2 separate regions of the Mus musculus genome follow, and region 1 is linked to region 2. A link is a contact called in public HiChIP or PLAC-seq data. All regions are on one chromosome and are shown on one strand. The core of a region is the stretch at or near the end of the contact, and the rest is flanking DNA. Distances in the headings are between cores, read along the strand shown.

Region 1 (5,354 bases), core at 847-3,346, 370 kb before region 2:
TCATGTGATCTCTAACTATTAGAAAATTTTATTAGAGGCCACTTCCACATTTTGTGGATTTTTTTTTTTCATTTTCCTAATTATAATAAAATGCCCAATTAGTTCTCATATAAATGGCCACAAAGTAGAAGGTATATAGATTGATTTTTACACTGAAAAGTGAAGTACTTAAAAATCTTTAACCATTTGGTACTATTATCTACTAACCGTATTTATTCTGAATGCAGATATGTCTTTGCAGAAACTCCATCAGAAGAGAAACACAGTGAAAGTGTGTTATGTACACTGATGCTTCTACAATAACAATAGCTGATGTCACAAGATCTAACTACAGAAGTGTTCAAGTACAAATTCATTTTCACTGGCAGAAACATTATGGATATTGCAGTGATAGAGACTGTCACCAACAGTCACCAGATCAACAGCAATAATGGAATTGACAAACTTTCATATTCAGGAGGCTGCAGTTGCAATTGGGAAATTTTGTTATGGTGAAGAAAAAGAAAGATGTGGCGTTTGTTTTTACACGTTGCCATGACAAACTTCTGTACATTGTAACATCTTAAAAGTCACTCCATTGATTATCACACAGTTCTAGGAAGCAAAGGTCTGGATGGGCTCAGATCTCTCTGAGGTCAGGGTCTTAACAGACTAAAATAAAGTTATTTGCTGGACTGAATTTTTACTTGAGGACAGACTGCTCTTCCAGATTCTTTCAGACTGCTTGCAGGACGCTGTGCTGTTTGTTGCAGACATAGGGCTGGGGTCTCTGTTTTCTTGGCTGGAGGTGGCTTTTAGTTCAAGACTGGACTACCCCTTAGTCACCTCACAAAGCCTCTAACATCTTCAAACCAAGAACTTAGGGTCAAATCCTTTGCAAACTTTGACTCTCTCTTAATTCTTCTTCTTGTGCCACCTTTTGAGAATGTTCTTTGTTTTTGAAGTGTGTGTGTGTGTGTAATTAGTCAAGGCCTTCTAAGATAATCTGCCCTTTTTGAGGTCAATGATTTCATTTAGCACAACTAAGAAGTGACATGCTATCACGTTCAAGATTCCAAGGAACAGACTGTTGATGTACTGGGACCCATCCCAGAGAAAAGGATTAGGTTAACACAATTAGTTTTAAGTCCGTGTCACGTGCACGTACAGAAGGAAAAACTAATAATGTGCTTTAGTAAAGTTTTTGTAAGTTCTGAAGGTATACATTTTCGAAGGTTTGTAACCTAGGTATATCTGTACAAATTATGAGTTAAGAAAAACACTGAAATAAATACAGAGACTACTATATTTCTCTTCTGTGTTAATGCAAGATATTCTTTTTTTTTTTTTAATTTAGTTTTTTGAGACAGGGTTTCTCTGTATAGCCCTGGCTGTCCTGAAACTCACTTTGTAGACCAGGCTGGCCTTGAACTCAGAAATCCACCTGCCTCTGCCTCCCGAGTGCTGGAATTAAAGGTGTGCGCCACCATGCCTGGTTTAACGCAAGATATTCTAAAGGCACTTTGAAATTATACTCTCTATCCAAATGCACAAAATTTTCTACGTGTAACACAATACTGTATCAATTAAATTAAAATTTTCTCTCTTTCATCCCTTTTCTGGGTTTTACTCTTTAACTGCCAGACTGACAAATCACTGTGTGTCTCCTCAACTCAGATCTAAAAGCCAGCAAGGAAAATGATTAATTGGAAGAGCATTTATGCTGATTCTGAGTGCAAGGGCGTCACTGTGTTTGACTCGTTAATTGCAGCAGAATAGGCAGATTTTAAGGAAGTTTGAAGCACGTTAGAGAGCTGTACATTAGGAAGTAGAAAGAGGTAACTGAATCAGACCACTTCAAATGCAAGCAGCAGCATAAACAACGGCCCTTAATATAAACAATAACGTGGATGTTTGTGTACTTCCATGCACACTCCCCCTTGGAGGGCCTGAATCAGGACCTGCCTCCCCTGGTTCTATAGCTCAGAGCTTTGCCTTAGGTGGGGTTGGAAATGCCCTAGAATGGCTCTTTGTTGATTTTCCCTCATGCTAGAGCCTAGTTCTGCTGCAAAGCAAAGTGCTATTGAATTTGCTCACTCAGGCAGAACACTCAACAGGAAGGAAGGAAGCGGCCATTCTTTCTGGTCCTATTGTCTGACCACCCGGCTTAAGCAATCAAACAGCTCTGTGGGTTTTCTTTTTCCTTTTCTTTTTTTTCCCCCTTCTCCTTCTGGTGGGCACTGGGGAGGGGGCACTGGGAATGGATAAAAACTGGCTCTTGGGTTTTCATTCATTTTTGTACAGTTGGAGGGCATCTTTTCATGGCTCAAATTCAGGTATCCATTTTTTTTTTTTAACAGCAAAGTATAGAGGGGGTGAGACACACATGTTTGAAAGTGCAGCCAGTGTGCATGGATGTGTTGGGATTCCCGATGGTTGTATTGTGAAAATAGAGAATATAAGTGTTCTCTTTCACTAATAAAGCCCAAGACCAGTCAGCAGGGCTAAGTGCTGGCTTCAGAGGCTCTGGGCCCTTCTGCCCATTTCTGATCCGTCCTTTCCCTCTGAGCTTGGTTTTCTTTCTTCTTTTGGAACACATAGTCTATAGACAATACTTTGCTCCACACTGTTATATTGCTATCTAGCGTAGAAAGATGTATTTAGAAAAATATGTTGTATTTATTTATGTATTACTCTGTATGTACTCAGAAAAACACATGCTGCTAACTCAATATAGGAAGATGTATTTAGAAAAATATATTACCCTAATAAACAACATTAAGATTCTGAAGGGGAAATGTTGTCAATTAAAATGGGCAACCATGATAAGTCAGGAAGTGAAATAAAGGCTGGTTGAGTAAAAATAATAAATTTATGATGTATTATTTAAATTTCCTTCCCTCTTCTGAAATGATATGTTGCTATGATGTCCAAGTCATTCTGGTACTTCATGTTTAGCTGAGGTTGGGGTGGATCCTCTGACCTTGCCATCTGGAGCACTGGTACTACAAGCATGTATCGCCACAGGTAACAAACAACCTTAGTCTTAAAACACAGTTATCAAAAGGCTGATCCTTCACATCATTTGTTTTGAATGTGAAGTTTAGTGGAAGTGGAGAATATTTAAGATCTTAAAGAGTTATCACAGACCGGGCGTGGTGGCACACGCCTTTAATCCCAGTACTCAGGAGGCAGAGGCAGAGGTAGAAGCAGGTGGATTTCTGAGTTTGAGGCCAGCCTGGTCTACAAAGTTGAGTTTCAGGACAGCCAGGGCTATACAGAGAAACCCTGTCTCAAAAAAAAACCAAAAAAACAAAAACAAACAAACAAACAAAAATATCACAGTTACATTTTATGGGGAAAACGGCACGTGGGGAACATGTGTGGGGAACACGGGCTTGAGGCAGTTTCCAGAAGATGACCACAGTTGTGTGTTACAAACATTAAGAGCCATGAGTTTACCTTGGGTTGTCTGGGCACTCTCTGACAGTCTCTTAGAAAACCCATCACAGTCTTTAATGAGGAATAACTCCATTCGTCAAGTATGGGTGATGGCAGAAGCCTTGGGAGAGAGAGCTGATCATTAAGCCTTAGTGACGTCCACACACTGTCACAGCAGAGGACATGCTCTCATCTGGTTTTTGTAGACACTTTTCTTTCTAGGGACCTTATACAAGGGGAAGCCTAGGGCTGGATTGGCTTACGAGTCGGGATTTCTTGCCTCTCTGTGTCTGTGTGTCTTTCTCTCTCTCCCCCTCTCCCCTCCTTTTATTCCTCTTCCCCCTCCTCCTGCACCTCTGATTTTAGAAAGTACCTCAAATAGCCCAGGCTGGCCTCAAGTTTTGCTATGTAGATAGGGAGGACTTTGACTATGTTGCACCTCCCATGAACAGGGATTATAAGCACACCACCATGTTTGCTGAATGCAATACTCAAAACAGTGGCAACCAAGTGTTCTTGGATATGCATTTTGGGATATATTGTGTTAGAATACAAGTTTTTTTTAAATAGTTATTTGAATTGTTGATTTGAATTTTGTAAAATGTTACTAACTTTGGCTTGGTGTTTGGGCATTATTTCCAACATTTTTGATGTGTCTCTGAATATTGCCCTGCATTTTGTACTACATTCTTATATAAAGGAGAAGTCTCAATACTAATGAAAGGATCAAAATATCAATAAACTTTGAAAAAAATGCTGAAGATGCTCTATATCCTATAGTATCAAGTATTCAGCCAGGATTTAATTCTTTATGGAATAATAAGCAAGCATATCCATCTTCATATACAAATTTACTTTAATCTTTTGTAAATGGTAGATGACATGTGTATCAAAGAATTGTTTTAAAATAATTTTGCAATGGTTTGTTGTAGTAAATGTTGGATTAATGTGTCTATTTTATATGCCTGTATACCTGGGGCTGCATAGCAACTTTTTGGATGAGAAGACCTCACCAGTGGAGAAGCTTCAGAAAGCCTGAACTAGACAGAACTGAGTTGGATGCATCAGGGATGATACTTGCTCATCTTAGAACCGCCCTTTTACTAGCCCAGGTGTGGTGGGTCCCACCTGTAATCCCATTAATTAATAAAAAACACAAGCAGGCTTCATTCTGCTCCTTGTTGTTATCAAGAATGCAAAGCTGGGCTCTGGGTGCCAGGAAAACAGTAAGTCTTAAAGCTGGGAGAGACTAAATACCTTGTGCTGTGATATATACGGTGTCCTGGAGAACCTCAAACCATAGAATATACTGTGTCAAAGCTTTATTGTTATAGAAATCAGAATTATTCCTTCGTGTAAAATCATCCCCCTGGGCAAAGGAAACTTCCCTCCTTCTCCCCAAGATGTCAATGTGAAACCTTGCAGCTGTGAGAATTGAAAAGAGAAAAGTTGGGCTGGGTGGTGGTGGCCCACGCCTTTAATCCCGGCACTTGGGAGGCAGAAGCAGGCGGATTTCTGAGCTCGAGGCCAGCCTGGTCTACAGAGTGAGTTCCAGGACAGCCAGGGCTACACAGAGAAACCCTGTCTCGGAAAAAAAGAGAGAGAGAGAGAGAGAGAGAGAGAGAGAGAGAGAGAGAGAGAGAGAGAGAAGAAGAAGAAGAAGAAGAAGAAGAAGAAGAAGAAGAGAGAGAGAGAGAGAGAGAGAGAGAGAGAAGAAGAGAGGAGAGGAGAGGGGAGGGGAGGGAAGAGAAGAGAGAAGAGAGAAGAGAGAAGAGAGAAGAGAGAAGAGAAAAGAGAGAAGAGAGAAGAGAAGAGAAAAGTTCCCAGAAAGCATAAGAAAACATAGATACCTTCCTTCATGGTTTTTGCCATTATCTTCTCATCTAAAGTTTTATTTCCTGAAATTTTAGGTGAGAAAAATAGAGAGCAGTACT
Region 2 (5,412 bases), core at 2,548-5,047:
ATTGGCTTGTTTTTGAAAAAATAATGGGGTAGCGTGATAACTGTATGAGAATCCAGGCACATAGGTTTTTCCTTATACACGTGATAGCCAAGAGAATGGAATGTGTGCGTCAAGCCTGACACTCTCATGAGTATTCTGTCCATAAACAACAGCTTACATTGTTTGGAGAACAAGAAGATTTTTTTTGAAACACGGGGCTAGGCATAAGAACATTGTAAGTCAAAATAAAAAATCCATCCTGAGTTGTCAAAAAGCCCAGAGTCTGATACACGCCGATGGCAACATTTACAGCCCATGCATGAGTAAATAGACTCGCCAATTCACATCCACAGGCACGCACCGATACCCCAGACCAACGTGGGCACAGGCGGCCCTTTATGTCTACCCGGACTTGGCTTTTGCAGCTGCCCGTTTTCTCAGTGTTGTCTCCGGGGCAGTTTCCTGTTGCCATAGCTGATGGCCTGCCCACGCCTGCCTGGGCCTTTCAAGTGTCAACACTCCCAGGCCTGCTGCAGTGGTCAAATGCTTGTTAATGAGATATAGCAGCTGGGTAGGGGTGAACCGCTGAGAGGGATAAAGGAAGACCGCTGGTGCAGGAAGCGATGCCTTTTGAATCTTTTCAGCAGGGTGAAAGCTTTCAAATCAAAGCGGGTATGTTGTATTCATTAATAAACCCGAGTTCCCATGCAGTCACATTAAAGCCAGCAGTTTAACTTTGAGCCAGACAGGTGAATTTCCCCCTCGATTTTACCCCGAAAGACAATAAAGACGAAAACAAGGCTTTAGCGTGGGACAAAGGCGCACTTCCTCATCTGCGGGGCTGACCAGACTGCTGAACCAAACAAGGGGCTACTTGCTTTCTTTTTCAATTTATCCCTTTGTCCGTGTATTTGTGTGCGCGCGCGTGCACGCCCGTGTGCATGTTGCAAAGCTCATAGCAACCACTCTTGGTTCTCGGGTTCAGCATTTTGCACACACACACACACACACACACACACACACACACACACACACACACCTTTTAAAACCTATCAAAAACAGAATTAACAACTTAACAACTACTTGTGAGGGAAAAAACTACACGGGCATGAATATGGGGTCATATGGCTACTGGCTCAGATGAAACCTAGCTGTGCATCCCCACCCATCTACCCCCACCTCAACCTATTACTGGGACAGTTTCTCCAGGAAGCTGTGGGAGGTGACAGCATCATGAGACAGTGCTAACAGCTGGGAGAAGTCAGGAGAAGAAGAAAGAAAGAAAGAGAGAGAGAGAGAGAGAGAGAGAGAGAGAGAGAGAGAGAGAGAAAGAAAGAAAGAAAGAAAGAAAGAAAGAAAGAAAGAAAGAAAGAAAGAAAGAAAGAAAGAAAGAAAGAAAGAAAGAAGAGACATCTACAGCTTAACTGACAGGGTTACCTTTAAATTCCTTTGCTAGGAAATTGGGCCCAGAGGCAGTTTTACTAGGTTAATAAACAGTATCAGAGATGAATTATCTATTTTTGGGATTGGCTGGAAAATCCAGTATCAATGATGTGATTTTAGAAGCAGGGATGTGTATATTAGACCAAACACATACATTATTTCTCTGTTACCATTTTTCTTCACAATCTTATTGATAAACTAATTGGTAAGGCTTATCTAATACTGTAAATAAAAGATCATACCTATATATTATCCTAATTATCCCAATTTGCAACTGCAAGCAATTAAGAAATTAAGAGAAGAGGCATTCTTTAAAGCTCTCCAGTTTTTAAATTTTCATAAATTATTTTAAGTGTTGATTCTTAAGAGGTCTTCCTAATCTAATATAGGAAGAAAGTGGAAATGCCATTTATTGGGTACTATAATGTATCAGACATCAAACTAGATTCTTTAACACGAATACATACCCATATATAAATTTATATAAATATAAAATATACATAAACACATGCGTATGTAGATAGATAGATAGATAGATAGATAGATAGATAGATAGATAGATAGATGTATATATCTATAACAGGCTCTCAAGGAGAGGGAGATGGCTCAGTGGGTAATGAATGTGCTTGCCTCTCAAACAAGAGAATCTGAGTTTAGGACCCATGTAAAAGAAGCTGAGTGTAGTGATACATGCTTGCAATCCAAGCTGTAGGGAGGCACAGCTCACTGGTCAGCTAGTTTGGCCTACACAGTGAAGGCACAGGACACTGAGAGAACTTTTCTCAAGGGGAAAAAAAATGAAAGGCATTTGAGTGGCACCCAAGGATATCTACTTATCTCTACCAGTGCAAGCACGCATGCATGCACGCACGTACCAGCAGACAGACATACCTGAATCCCTTAACACACACACACAAGCACATAGACATGAAAACCACACAGACCTGCACCAGCATTCATAATGCTGTGACGTCTTTACTGATCAAGACCCTCCGTTGTGGAGAGCTCACATCAACTCCCCAAGGCTGTAAATGACAATCAAATTTCACAAGCACATTTGCCTTCTTCTGTTTTATGTTTTGCCTTTTGGTTCTCTGGCTGGACTGTTTTTGGCTATCACCCCTACCTACTGGTAAGGTCGGACAAAGAGAAGGAACCCCTTCACCATGTCCGAATTCGGTGTTGTCCACAAGTGTATCTGTGAGGGTAGTAGGTTGAGTGCATATTTGGGGGAGGGTAGTGCACGATTAAATAAATCATCAGAAAAATCTAAAAAAAAAAAAAAAAAAAAAAAGGAGCTGCCTGGTTTCCATGAAGCCTTCATTTCTTTTAAATTTAACAAAGATGTTTCTGTGAGGTATGTTTGTTTACATTCCGGAATTTAAGCAGTTCCCTGGGGTTAAGTACCTTTAAAGCTCCCAGGATGAGATTAGGACAAGGAATCCGAAGGGGAAGAGGCTAGTCTGGGAAAGTCCTTGATGAGAATCTGCAGCTTCTCCCTGCTCTTCATTCGGACCCAGCTTCTCTTCATAGCCACACTGGCGTCTATGTGCCTGCCTTAGGAACACGCACCCAGATACTTTCATACGGGTCTCCACCAGTTCTTTCCTCCTGCTCAGGGTCGGCCTGTATTCCACTGCCTTTGAATTTACTGGAGTCTAGTTGTTCCCTAGGAGAGCAAAACCCCAAGCATGCACAACCATCGAAGTACCTGTGTAAAACAAGAACCCTTGCTCCCTAAAGCGCACGTGCACGGAACGCAAGCTTGGCATTTGGGTCACTCCTGTTTCGTTCTTCCCTTTCTGCCACCCTCATATTGTCTCCTCTTTATGCCATGTTTTCTCGTTTATTGACTTTTTTTTTCATAAAAAAATATTTCAAGTGACAAGTAAGTAGCCCCTTCTCAAATACAACCTGCAACAACATGCCTGGATTACATTAGAGAATGCCTGAGGGTATCCCTAAAACCAGTGTGTGAACAGTCGACCTGACAGCAGCTAGGACCCCGGTGAGAGAGCTCCAGTTACCTAACTCCCCCAAGCTAATCAATGTAATCCCCATGACAGCACATTGTCAGACTCCAGGAACCTGCAGCCACCCTGGCAGGAGGGGGTGACCAGAGAGAGTCACCAGACTGCCCAACCCTTTGCTGTCAGCCCTTGACAAGATATGCCCTCGCCTCTGGCTCTGCTTTCAAACACTGAGAACCAGGAGGTCTTACAGAGGCAGACAGCTTAGATTTCGTAGAGCAAGTAAGTAAGCTTAACATGGAGGCAAAACCAGAGCGAAACCACAGAAAGAGATCAACAGCCAGTGTCCAAACCCCAGGAGGGGAAGGCAGCAGCAAAAGGAAACCAGATAGATCTGCACAGAGATTGGGGGAAACATCGGAACCAGCCGCACCAAAATGAAAACGTTTCCATATGAGCCCTCTGACTAGACTCTCCCCACTCGCCGACAATGTGAAGAGCATATACAGGAACAGTAGAGGAATTATTAAAATCCATTAACGGAGAAAAGCTGGCTGGACTGTGAGGACACCGTGTGTCTGAAGATTCTTCGAGCAGTCATGGTGTCAACCAACGGAAAATCTACATTTATTTGAAAAGCTAAGAACACCACTTGTCCCTATTGAAATGGCAGGCTTTGTGACCCTCGTTAGATACAGGTTATGTACATTGAAGAGCAGGAGAAATATGAAAACGTCCATTGACCCAGTCCCCATGCATGTATCAGTCTAGGATTTGTCTTGGCAGCCATGACTCCCAGAATGGGTTTATTCCCTATCAGGAACTGTGGGCCAAACCTAGAACTTAGAGGACCTGCTTTCTTGGTCTTGTTGGAAGTGTGTGCTTCAGTTTGATATCTCACTTTGAAATTACACATTAATGTCAAAAGTTATTATCACAAGTGGGTTTAGACAATTAAGAAAAATCTCTTAAAGATAAAAAGTAACCTTTTCTATAGCAATATTAACCCATTTCTGGGTATTTACATGAAGGCCATTTATAGCATGAGAATATAGCAGAAGACTCTCAAACACACAGGGTCATTTACCCCACTCCCCAAACGAACATACTGCATGTCTCAACATCATCAACTGTGGCTTCATCAAGTTTTCTTAGTTGGGACAAGTTTCCCAATGTCTGTGACTGACATTTTTTTGAAACAACACCTTTGCTGTTGGAATCTTGTTTGAAACTATTTAACCAAAAGAAAAGATTTGTAAAATTCCACTCTATCTAATTTCAAACAATACAGCCTAAGAAAATGGGGCTCATGTAGAAAATCACTACTGTTTGTGTTTATAGATTGCAATATGCCTTGGTTAAAGGGGGGAGCCATTAAAGAAATACAGAAGTCTTGGAGAGAAGTTTGGAATTTGAAAATACGTTCTATGGCCTCTACACAATGTGGGGAGGAGTTTTCCTGTTGATTGGATAACAACATGGAAACTAATATCTAATGGCTTAACTAGCAAGAAGGTCCTGTTGACTATCAGTAAAGGCTATGGTTAGATAACTATTTCTTATCTCTTGTTCAAAGCTCTACATCAAAGGACTATTATCGGCTGCTCAAGTGGACAGCAATGCTTTGGAAATGCCTTGGAACACTCCAGTGTGAGTAAAACCTGAGAGCTTCCTTTCTTAGGTTTGTAAAGATAGATTTGCTGAACACACAGAGAAAAAAAATGGTGCCCTTCTGGTCCCAGAAAAACTAGAGTTCAGAACAGGGAATAAGAACAGGGGAGGTCTCTGGGAAAGAAAGGAATGTAATGAGCAGAATACCACTATGTTTGCAAGTCTGAATTCTAAACTGGAAGTCATAGATTTTTTTTTTCTTTTTACACAACAAAAATCATTATTATCTGTTCCAGGAGTTTTCATGAATCTAGTAGATATTTGTTAAGCAGTTCTTTGCTACCAAACTCCATCAACGTGCTAGTGAAACCAAAAGAACAAAACAGGTGGGAATTCTTGCCTGGTGGAG

The links. HiChIP or PLAC-seq counts read pairs in DNA pulled down with a chosen protein or histone mark.
Region 1: an H3K4me3 HiChIP or PLAC-seq map of craniofacial prominence shows a contact between it and region 2, with 4 times the contacts expected there. The contact joins two enhancer-like sites. A contact is called at or near these places in 9 of 39 promoter capture datasets (the HPC-7 cell line, cranial neural crest, embryonic stem cells and 4 more), 1 of 15 datasets of contacts at CTCF or cohesin (the NIH/3T3 cell line), 2 of 484 Hi-C or Micro-C datasets (bone marrow-derived macrophages and embryonic stem cells), 9 of 115 datasets of contacts at active chromatin or transcription factors (craniofacial prominence, embryonic basal ganglia, embryonic forebrain and 5 more) and 1 of 9 other capture datasets (embryonic stem cells).

The regions. Positions count from the first base shown.
Region 1 is chr14:105,848,258-105,853,611 of GRCm38.p6, reverse strand. No RefSeq gene overlaps it. Among named protein-coding and RNA genes, the nearest start is that of Gm41239, 28 kb to the right of the region's middle. Within about 2 kb of position 2,096, at least 61 of the 459 cell types and tissues checked have an H3K27ac peak or open chromatin away from gene starts, as enhancers often do. A contact at or near this core is called in craniofacial prominence, where this site is marked.
Region 2 is chr14:105,478,591-105,484,002 of GRCm38.p6, reverse strand. No RefSeq gene overlaps it. Among named protein-coding and RNA genes, the nearest start is that of 4930449E01Rik, 17 kb to the left of the region's middle. RefSeq lists an enhancer at 1-1,830. Within about 2 kb of position 3,797, at least 23 of the 459 cell types and tissues checked have an H3K27ac peak or open chromatin away from gene starts, as enhancers often do. A contact at or near this core is called in craniofacial prominence, where this site is marked.